Regions from separate parts of the Mus musculus genome. Here regions 2 and 3 are each linked to region 1. The links are chromatin contacts, called in public HiCAR-type and promoter capture Hi-C maps. All regions are on one chromosome and are shown on one strand. The core of a region is the stretch at or near the end of the contact, and the rest is flanking DNA. Distances in the headings are between cores, read along the strand shown.

Evidence for each region. Promoter capture Hi-C pulls out the DNA fragments that hold promoters and counts their contacts. HiCAR-type assays count read pairs that join an accessible place to other places.
Region 2: a contact with region 1 is called in a HiCAR-type map of astrocytes, with 2.9 times the contacts expected there. The contact joins the promoter of Ntng1 here to the promoter of Slc25a24 in region 1.
Region 3: a contact with region 1 is called in a promoter capture Hi-C map of pre-B cells, with 5 times the contacts expected there. The contact joins the promoter of Prmt6 here to the promoter of Slc25a24 in region 1. A contact is called at or near these places in 4 of 39 promoter capture datasets (hippocampal neurons, liver, pre-B cells and 1 more) and 1 of 115 datasets of contacts at active chromatin or transcription factors (astrocytes).

What each region holds. Positions count from the first base shown.
Region 1 is chr3:109,121,278-109,124,484 of GRCm38.p6, forward strand. Slc25a24 (solute carrier family 25 (mitochondrial carrier, phosphate carrier), member 24) reads left to right here and starts at 1,872. Exons shown (of 10, transcript NM_172685.3): 1 at 1,872-2,110. The coding sequence starts at 1,928. Gm19391 (a long non-coding RNA gene) reads right to left here and starts at 1,797. Exons shown (of 2, transcript XR_867568.1): 1 at 1,669-1,797.
Region 2 is chr3:110,141,235-110,144,900 of GRCm38.p6, forward strand. It overlaps Ntng1 (netrin G1), which reads right to left and starts at 2,238. Exons shown (of 8, transcript NM_030699.2): 1 at 1,666-2,238.
Region 3 is chr3:110,249,019-110,252,406 of GRCm38.p6, forward strand. Prmt6 (protein arginine N-methyltransferase 6) reads right to left here and starts at 1,981. Exons shown (of 1, transcript NM_178891.5): 1 at 1-1,981. The coding sequence starts at 1,953. The coding sequence ends at 817.

The DNA of each region.
Region 1 (3,207 bases), core at 622-3,121:
GTGCTGATGTCTTCAAGGACCAAAACTGATGGGGGTAAAATATCTGTGGTTCCCATGGAAATGAAGGGCATGCGAAGGCAGCAAGTCTTTTAATGCAGGAGTGCTGAATTAGGCTGAACCCTAGACTTGTCCTTCCTGACCACAATAAATCAAGTAAAACTAAGTATGAACCCAGGTTTTCTGTGTGGCCTTTGTGGGAGCCCTTGGTTGTGGGCCTGACGAATGGACACAGGAAGGGAAGCCCTTTCATGGAGATGATTGGGGTCCGTGAGCATTTTCTTCTCCCATGCAGACAATTTTCTACGGTTGTTATCTCTGTGTTGGCCATCCTTCACCGTCACAGCAAATACTGGAGATAATGTTTATAAACAGGGAAAGGTTCACCTGGGCTGGTTTCAGAGGTTCCAGCCCATGGTTACATGACCTCATTGCTTGTAGGCCACTGCTGGGGGGGTGTGACCGCAACACTGGGGAGCACAGGGTGGAATAAAACCACTCACCTCATACGCTGCCTTCTGCCCTTTAATATCACCCCCCGAAAAAAAACCCTTCTGACTCTTGCAGCACATAACTCCCGATATGTTTCTGTCACTATATAGCTCTGCTCTTTTCAGAACTTCCTAGCATGCGATTGCTTTCAGAGCTGAGAGGCAGCTCCTAGTTCGAACACAGCACAGGTTGTTCCACTGAGGAACCTTTATTTCTGGGTTGGCAAGCGTCCTCAACATCAGCCATCTCCAGAGATGGCCTTAGAAGCCATTTTCCAGGAGAGCCAACAAAGACTGGTGGCGTCTGAGAGCCTTTCCAGAGGAAGGGGCTAATTTCCAAGACTATGGCTTGGAAGCAATAGAGGCCCAGAAACTGGTTACTGGCAGCCTTTATCTGCAGACTCTATTTATACACAGTATATTTTAATGTACAGAGTGGTAAGGAAGGAGGGAAATTCAAGTCCTCCACTTTGGAAGAAACAAGTGGTTTTAGTGTTCGTTTTAAATACCCGGACACAACAGGACATAACCACAGATTCTGCTAAGCAGCAGTGATTGAATTGAGACTATTCCAGAGAAGGACATTTCACTTGATGGCAAAGCAGCTGTTCATATTCTCATTTTACTGACGGGAGGCTATCCAGGGAAGCTACGTTAGGTCTTTGGAATTACACAGCCGAAGGAGCAGGTATCGAAGTCTCTGTAGTCCCAGCGTTTCTCCCGTTATCCCAGAAACTGTGTCTCACCTGAACTATAAATGGCAAACCTCAGGACCACACCTGTCTCGAAGGAAAGAAGCTGGGGTTTCTTTGTGTGCTGTGGGAAGGTACCCACTGTGTTCCATCTTCTCTCCTTTCTCTATGCCCTCTTGGGTGGCTGATGCTCCTCTCAGAAAAAGGCCTCTAGCAGGCCCCTTTCCTCTCCCTTTGGTCTGATAGCCATTTTCACTTTTGACTCTCTGTCCCAGATACCCACCTACTGCTGTCTTTCTGATGAACTCTGCACTTCTCCAAGTCTTCCAGCCCAACGGGGCTTTGAGGTTGAGCAACCTGCTCATCAAACTACCCCCAAACCCAAGCTTTAATAAATCTGTTGGCGAAGTTTGTGCCTTTGGGCAGAGCAGAAACCCTCCTTGCATTCCCCCCTTCATCCCCCCCTCCCCCCCAGCACCCTATCCTACCTGGTTCTGGAGTCAGGAAGCTGGCCCATCCCCTCCTAGTCGCCAGCGCAGGCCTGGGCCAGCTCCGCCCAGAGCAGCAGCTGGGCGACCACACCCTGTGCGGAGCTCAGTTCCTGCGAGCCAGAAGCCTCGCCCCCCTCCCCCCCCCCCCCCCCCCCCCCCCCGACGACGATCCAGACAACCCGCGGCCGCCGCCCCACCCCACAGGCCTCCGCACTCGGATCGCGCCCCACCAGCTCACGGTGACTTCCCCGGGACCATGCTGCGCTGGCTGCGGGCCTTTGTGCTGCCCACCGCCGCCTGCCACGACGCGGAGCCGCCCACACGCTACGAAACGCTCTTCCGGGCGCTGGACCGCAATGGGGACGGCGTGGTGGACATCGGAGAGCTGCAGCAGGGGCTGCAAAGCCTGGGCATCCCGCTGGGCCAGGACGCGGAGGAGGTGGGTCGCTGTAGGGTGTTGGGGTGGCCGCAGGCGCCACACAGCCAGGTCCTGGGAGGGCGGTGGCCTGAGGCCAGGCAAGGAGGAGGAACTATGCCCGCCAACCCGCTGAAAGAGCTCCAAGGAGTTGGATCTGGAAGGCGGCGGGTGTATTCCCAGATAAATTAATGTTGCACACTTAAAACTGTCAACACTTTTTGTTCTGAGAGCATCTCTGGTTCTTGGCTCACTTGTCCCGTCCTTTGCAAACTTTTCATGACCTGCTGTCAGACTTTAGTGAGTCCCAACTTTAAGTAACTTTGTTACAGCTAGAGTTTATTGTTTCAAAAAGGAGTTAAAACCGGCCTTGCTCCCAACTGCTGGGTGAGGTAGAAAGGCCACATTCCGTTTTTATGACGTTCAAAGTTAGTCCCCTGGGTGCACGCATTGATCTGAAGGGTTGACCTGTTGCAAAGCAATTGGACTTTCTCTGAGTCATATGAATTGTGGCCCTGACATCCAGGCTCCTTGGCAGGGTGGGGACACTAGATCTGGAACTTGTCCAGCCCGCTGTCTTACAAGAGGACGCTGGCTTTTCTATCTTAAGAGGAAGGTGCTTGAGTTACTGAGTGGGCCACAACTGTTCTGTACCTATATTTAAAACTCCTCTTTCAGTCACTGTCAATGCCATTAATAGAGGAGTCTTCACTTTAGTTTGTCCTCTTGGTAAGTTACAACTTTATTTTTTGGAAGCTGCCAGTTTTGCCCAAGGCATTATTCTATATAACTTTACAGAACTTCTGTGTCTGCAGGGGTCCCTCTTTCTTCCTTATCTCAGTTCTTCCCCCATCTTCACTCTGGCCATAGGTTTGCCTATTCGATGCACTTTCTGAAAGAACCAAGTTCGAGTGTGGCTCTTCTACTTGCTCCGGGCTGACTCATTTCCTCCCATTTCTTGAATCAAAGGCCTGCCTAGCTACTTTTGAGTGATAGCATCTCTTCAGCCACCCTGTGGCTGCATCTCAGAGGCATGTTTCGGTTATTAGTTGTTTTTATTATTCTAATCACTTCCAGGTGTTTTCTAATCACTGACATGATGTCTTTGACTTATGTATCAT
Region 2 (3,666 bases), core at 988-3,487, 1.0 Mb after region 1:
GCATTCAAAGAGACAAAGTACCAAACGCTTGCAGACCTTCTTGCTGGTTAGAGGTACTTTACTCTTCATGAACCACACAATTCAGAAAATCCTTGCCCTAGTCGAACATCGACACAAACTTTCTAGCAAGCCTAATTACTATGCATATTTGAACAAATGATTTTGAGGGAAACATCTTCCTTTCCTTTATTTTTTTTTCCTGTCAAGATAGGAAAACTTTTAGTATTTTCAGTCATAAAACAAGGCCTGAATTCCAGAGCAAAGCGGTTGCCAGATTCACCATATGTTTGGTGGAATTCTGAGTCTCGCTCAGAATTTTCCACTGTGAAGAGTGGTAGGCTGCTTGGGTACTCCTTAGGCAAGGAAATGGCACAAAAGAGACAGCCAGAGGACCTAGTATCTAAAAATCCACACCTGGCACAAGCATAGCAACTCTACCTGACACTTTTTCAAATAAAGTTGCTTTAAAATACACCTTACACACCACCCCACTAAGGATTTTCCTCCCATGCCCTTGTAAAATGACAGCTACTCTTAGGGGATTTCAGAAGGTGGGAGGGGGGTGGAGGAAGTCCCTGGATGAGGTTACCAAAACAAACAGCAGAGGGCGCAGTTTCTTTTTTTAATCTAAGTTTCTCTCCTATGAATCACTTAATTGGTTATTTTGAGCCCAATAATATTCGGTATTATTTGTATTATATATAGATATCCACAGATCCATAGCAGAGAGAAACTCCATGTCCCTAGTCGAATCCATCAACTGATAATGCGAAATCAGTATGGGAGGAAAAGCTCCCACTAGCTTCCCAATGCTGAGTCTTTCCCTCCTTCCACGTTCTTCTCTCCCCAGCTTCCCGATGTGTGGTAGTAACGCTTTAATCTCGCACCAATAAAGGAGATTAAAAGAGGGACTTCAAAGCTCTCCACAGGGCGAGCAACAAGGCAAGTTTTTATTTATTTTTTCCCCAGATGAGAAAACTGGTAAAAGAAAATTTAAATTAAAAAAAAAAAGAAAGAAAAAAAGAAAAAGACAAAGCTTGTGCGATGCGTGTGGTCAGGTGTGTGTGGGAGACAGAGCGCTGCGCGTTGCGGGTGGGTGGATGGAGGCTCAGGATGCAACAGCCTGCGACCCGGTGCTGGGCGCAAGCCTGGGATGTAGTGTGGGTGTGAGCGGTGCGAGTTCTGGAGTGCGCACAGGCTCCGCTCTACCTCCTTAAGGCGCTTTCCAAAGTTCCTCGCCCACCCGGATCTCCCCTCCCGCCCTCGGTGGGCACCGGGGGTTGGCAGAGGGAGGGATAGAAGGAGGGAGGGAACTGATGGAGAAGAGCCACCCAGAAAGGCGCGGGTCGCTAGAGGAGAGGGGAGCCAGCTGCACTTACCCGGGCCCCCCGCTGGCCCTCCACGGGGCGGGAGGCCAGCCGTCGGCGCGGGGCGGCGCCCCTGCCCAGCTTGGTCCCGCGTGGGGCGGAGACCGCGGCTCCGGGGACCCACTGGCGGCGCACGGGGCGCGGGTGGAATGGGAACGCGGCGGGTGTGGACCTGAGCCGCTGCCACCGTAGCCCCGGGGTATCCCGCCCTGCAAGCACCCTGTTGGCGGCGGGAAGGAGGAGTCCACAACCCCAGACCCCATAGCACCCGGCGCCCGGAGTCCCCCGCCCGGGTTACCTTGGTCTCTTGCCCCTGGGGCAGCCTTGTCGCGCGTCGCCCCCTCTCGGAGCCGGGACCCTGACAGGGGGAATTCCTTCCCGTTGACGTCCTCTTCCAAAATGCAAAAGATCAGTGACTTTGACAGGTAGATGAGGGGGAGGGAGAGGGGTGGGCGGAGAGGAAGGGAGGATGAGAAAGGTGCCTCTCCCTCCAAAAATACAGTGGGATTAGGAACCAAATCGCCGCCTTCCGAGGTCTCGGCAACCTTCTCCGCTCGCAGCTTCCCCGCGCCGCCGCCGCCGCCGCCACCACTTCTCGCCTTAAACTTTTACTGTGGGTTTTTTTTCTCTCTCTCTCTCTCTCTCTTCTCTGTTTCTATTCCTTTCTTTTCTTTTAAGCTGCAGAACGATTTTCCCCCCCTGGATCCCAGGGGATCAGAACCAGCAGCCAGGCGGCTCTATCCCGCTTGGCACCGCTTTCATTTTATTTCAGATGAAGACGTTAGGTCTTTTTTTTTTTCTTTTTTGTCAGAAGCGACATAAATCAGGACAATTAGCCTTGGCGCCAAGAAGATCCTCTCGAAGCAATTTCGCCCCGGTTTTCTTCGCGCATTCCTCCACTCAAGTCAGAAATGTCACTGAACATAGCGTTGATGGCTGCGAGACGCGACGCACCCAAAGTCCGTTTGATGAAATATACATGGCCCCAAGATGCTTCGGGATTGCGGTTCGCCGCTACCCAGCCCCCGCCCGCGGCGCCCGGCCGGGACCCTGCTCCCAGCCCGCAGCCAGCTCTCGGCAAACTTAGGGGCGCGGACGAATTAGAGAGTGAGCGCCAGGGGCCCGCAAAGCGACGAGCGACGAAACAGCCCCAGGAAGCCGCAGCCCTCGGAGGGGTGGCGTGTTCTTCTCACTTAAAAAGCAGATCTTCTGCAACTGCCAGCGAGTGGAAGGATTGCAAAAAAACCTTACACTACCTCGAGACCTGGGCGCTCCGAGCGGTCCTAACTCCGTCCCGCTCGCTGCTTCTACTGCTGCTGCTCTGGCCACCACCGCTGCCACTGAGCAGGGACCTCCAGCTACTAGGACAAGACCACACACAGCCTTATCTTTGTTGATACTCAGAAGCACGGTTGCTACTGGCTCCCCCTTTACCCTCTACTTCTGCCCCCTCCCCTCTGCTCTTGCATTACCTCCCCGCACACAACGGAGCGCACCCTCTTCACCCTAACTGGGAGCAAGGTGGGTGGTATTTTTTAACTTGGAATTAGTTTGCAGAGCCAGAGCTTCGGACCTCCGTGGTGTGAAACCTATCCCACTTTAAAAAGTTGAAGTCCAAGTAGGAGCTCTGCATCAACTGCATCCTTGTTTTTCCCCATGACAGACAAAAGCCACCTGGCCCCAGGGCTTCCTTCTCCCATTAATACGTCTCAGACTCTCCTAAGATTCCCCCTAGCTACTTTCTAATGTGAACTGCAAACCAATCCGACTTACATAGGAAGGGAGAGATGTTAATTAGAAAAAGGACATTGTAATGAGGAAAAGACATAGGCATCTTAATGGCACTCCCCAACCTGGGATCTTCCTATACAGCAAAGAGAAGAAGCCATGTAAGGAGCTGTCTTGACTAACACCTGATTGTGATTGGATTTGACAGCAACCTGTCTCTGTGGTTCAAGGATTTGAGGGAGGAACTGACAAGATGCTTCTCAGGCTGGTGGGGGTAAGATGACAAGGGGCTCGTGTGTGTGTGTGTGTGTGTGTGTGTGTGTGTGTGTGTGTGTGTGTGTGTGTGTGTGTTAGGGACACTGGAGTAGAGGTGTTCACTCAGTGTAAAACAAAGGGTCAGAAATGGGTACCTGTGAGCATCGGGTCACTAGCTAAATACCCCAAAGTGAAGGCAAGCAACTAAAAGAGGCAGGGACATTTTCCAGCAATGGCTGGGATTGAGTGATGTTGGCAGAGAGGGTGTGCGGCCAGAAGGCTACTAAATTGAGGCCTGGAAAGGAAGAGGGATTCC
Region 3 (3,388 bases), core at 731-3,230, 1.1 Mb after region 1:
GCTTAAATAAAGCCAGCACAAGAGGTAAAGGGTCCGCCCTTGGGCTAGGTTCAGCAACCTTCCCTATCAGACTGCTTTACAAGAGTCACAAAAATATTTATATTATAAAACATAGGTTTTCTCGGCTCAGTCTTGAAAGTCAAAATAAAAATATTAACACCCCATCACTATTTCACTTTCAGACCTTTTCTCCTGTCACTCTCAGAATTGCCTAGGCAGGCTGTAAAATTAAGCCATTTTACTAAGGTTCATCAAATTTAGCACTCCGTGAATTAAGCGTAAGGAGAGCAGGGTTATTTAAAATACTTCTCCTGTGCCCCACTTCCTTACTAACAATATGAACGTTAGAATATAAGGAAGCACAGGTAGGCACTCAAGACTTGAGAGAATTCCAGCTGAAAGAAACAGCTTTAAAAATCATTCTGCAAGTTTCTGAAATGTAATCAGACCATGTTGCCTTTCTCCCAGTTTCATACTGATAGGGATGGGGAGGTGTCAGATTAGCTCGTGGACCAATTATAAAAAGATCACATTTATTGCCCCCCCCCCAACCCCGGCAGTTAAACAAAAGAAACAGAAATACAAGAGTTTCTTTATACTACATGCTTTCCAGGTTTAAAAGCCCGTTAGTAAGCACACTGCATCAGTCCTTGGTCAGGGATGCTCACTTTTAAAATAAACACTGCCAGAAGAATGTCCTCAAATGAAGACTGGAGCGGTGAGGTAAAAGAGACAGCTATGTCCCCAACTTGCATAGGCGATCTCCCTTTCTCTTCGGACCTTCCGAAGAAGGTGGAGGGGGAGAAAAGGCAACGCTCAGTCCTCCATGGCAAAGTCTTTGGTCTTTTCCTCATGGTCTCCCACTTTGTAGCGCAGAAGTATGCGCAGACGCCGGGGGTTGTCCGGGGAGGGCAGCAGGGTGATCTCTCCGGAAATGTCCGTATCTTGTTCCACCGGCACCGGCTCGTTCAAGTAGAGGAGCGCCTGCTTCCAGTGGGTGGCCGGGTGAAAAGGCGAGGTGGACAGCACCAGAGGTTTCTCCGAGTCCCCTCCGGGAAAGGTCACTTGAAACCAGACGGCGAAACCATGTAGAGGCGCGGAACCATAGCAGCTGCAGCGGAAGCGCCCGCCCACACCAGCCTCCAGCTCCTGCTCCAGGCCGGCTCGGGCCAGCTCGAGCTGGGCAAAGCGCTGCGGCCGGGCCAGCACGTCCTCTCCGGACAGATCCTGCACCACGATCTCCGAATGGCCCATGAGGCAGCGCGTGGCGAAGCTCTCCATGCAGCTCATATCCACGCCATAGTGCTGCTTCACCTGGCTCCAGAAACCCAGACGCCACTCGAGCATCTGGTCGCTAATCGGGGCCACGAAGAGCTCCGCGGAAGCTGGCAGGAGGAGACCGCCCTCCTTCAGCCATTTGGTCCGCGCGTGGAGCACGGAGCTCAGCATGGACTCGTGCAGAAGTCCGTAGCCCATCCACTCGCTGACGATGGCGTCCACTCGCTCCGGCAGCTCCACGGTCTCCACCGGGCCCGGCAGGACGTGCACGCGGTCCTCCAACCCGTTGAGCCGCACCACCTCCCGGGCCTGTTGCCAGATGGCGCTGGCCTCCACCGCGTACACGCGCCGTGCCCCGGCCTGGGCACAGAAGATGCTGAGAATGCCGGTGCCCGCGCCCACGTCCAGCACCGTCTTGCCTCGCAGCGCGGCCCAGTTCTTCAGGATGCCTAAGCGGTAGGCTTCGGTGCGGACCTGGTCGGCGATCATCTCCTCGTGGACCGAGACGTCGGAGTAGCACTCGTAGTACAGCTGGTCCCGCTCGCTCTTGGTCCTCCGGGGTCGTGGCGGGGCCGCCTCCTGCTCCCCGCCATTTTCCTCCTCGGCTCCCTCCCCTCCGGCGCCGGCGCCTCCGCTGTCCCCCGACTCAAGCTTTCTTTTCTTGCTCAGCGACATCTTGGCCCCGGCAGCCGACCCCCAGCATTCGTTGCGCGGTGCGGTGCGCAGGCTCAGAGTCCCCGGGGCCTGCTGGGATTCGTAGTCCGCTTCCTGCATCCCGCTTCCTGAGGGCAGAGGCTCAACCAGAGTCAATCTTGGCACACCGTTATTTTCCTCTAACGCCATGACAAGTTGTTCTCTAAGACCACACTATTTTCCCGAGATCCTTTCAGTTTTTGCCCTTTCCTTTTACCCCTTGTCAGGGTTCTCTAGAGTCACAGAACGTATGGGTAGCCTCTGTAGAGTAAGAGAATTTGTTGATGACTTACAATCTGTAGTCCCCAAAGATGGTCAGCAGCAGCTGTGAATGAAAATCCAAGGATCTAGCAGCTGCTCAGTCCCACACGGCGTCCTGGCAGAAAAAGTGAGTTTTCCTTCTTCCAGTGACCTTATGTAGGCCTCCCGCAGGTGTGTCCCAGAATAAAGGTGTGTATCACCACTTCCGGATCTGGGACTTCCTTTTCCCAGGCTGACCTTGAGCTTTTGTCTCAAGTTTCCTGGGATTAAAGGCATGTACTACCTTGCCTGAGGCTAAACTTTTCATGGCCATATGCCTCAAGATCTTCCTGCCAAGGCCGGGCGTGGTGGCTCACGCCTTTAAACCCAACACTTGGGAGGCAGAGGCAGGCGAATTTCTGAGTTCGAGGCCAGCCTGGTCTACAGAGTGAGTTCTAATACAGCCAAGGCTACACAGAGAAACCCTGCCTCAAAGAAAAAATAAACAAACAAAAAAACCTCCACTCGGTTCAAGTCAGAAACCTGTGTCTTTCAGCCTCAAGATCACAGGTGAGTGAGCCTTCCAATTCTGGACTGTAGTTCACTCCAGATATAGTCTAGTTGATGATAGCCAGGAATAGTCACTACACTCATTTTTACACATTCTTGATGTAGGCACACCACTTACAGCTACAAGTCTATGTTTCCCTCACAGGACCTCCCCCGCCCCCCACTACTGAATTATGTGGCACAGTTCTTGTCCCTTCTCTGACAGTTGTAACTCACCAAACTCTCTGTTCTAACCAGAGTTAGGATACAAAGAATATGTATGACGCAAAGTGAAAACCAAATAATACAAGATCTTGATTCTGAGTCCAAAGTGATCCCTGAGGTACGTTAAGCTCCAGGGCAAATACTGAAGAAGTGCTGTGGCCATGAAATGTATCAGCCACCACTGTGTCTCTGGAGAATAGTTTACTTGGTCTTGAGTCCTGTTCTGAAACTTCTGTAGTTCAAACTAAAGAACAATTAACATCAAGGGTATGATATTCTCAAACCCATTTCCAGTGTCTTTGGTGACCAGCTTATATATACACATACATACACTTAAATCTATGTATCTGTGTAAAAACACTTGCTTGGAGAAATGGTGAAACTCATCTCTTTTGACTTCTTT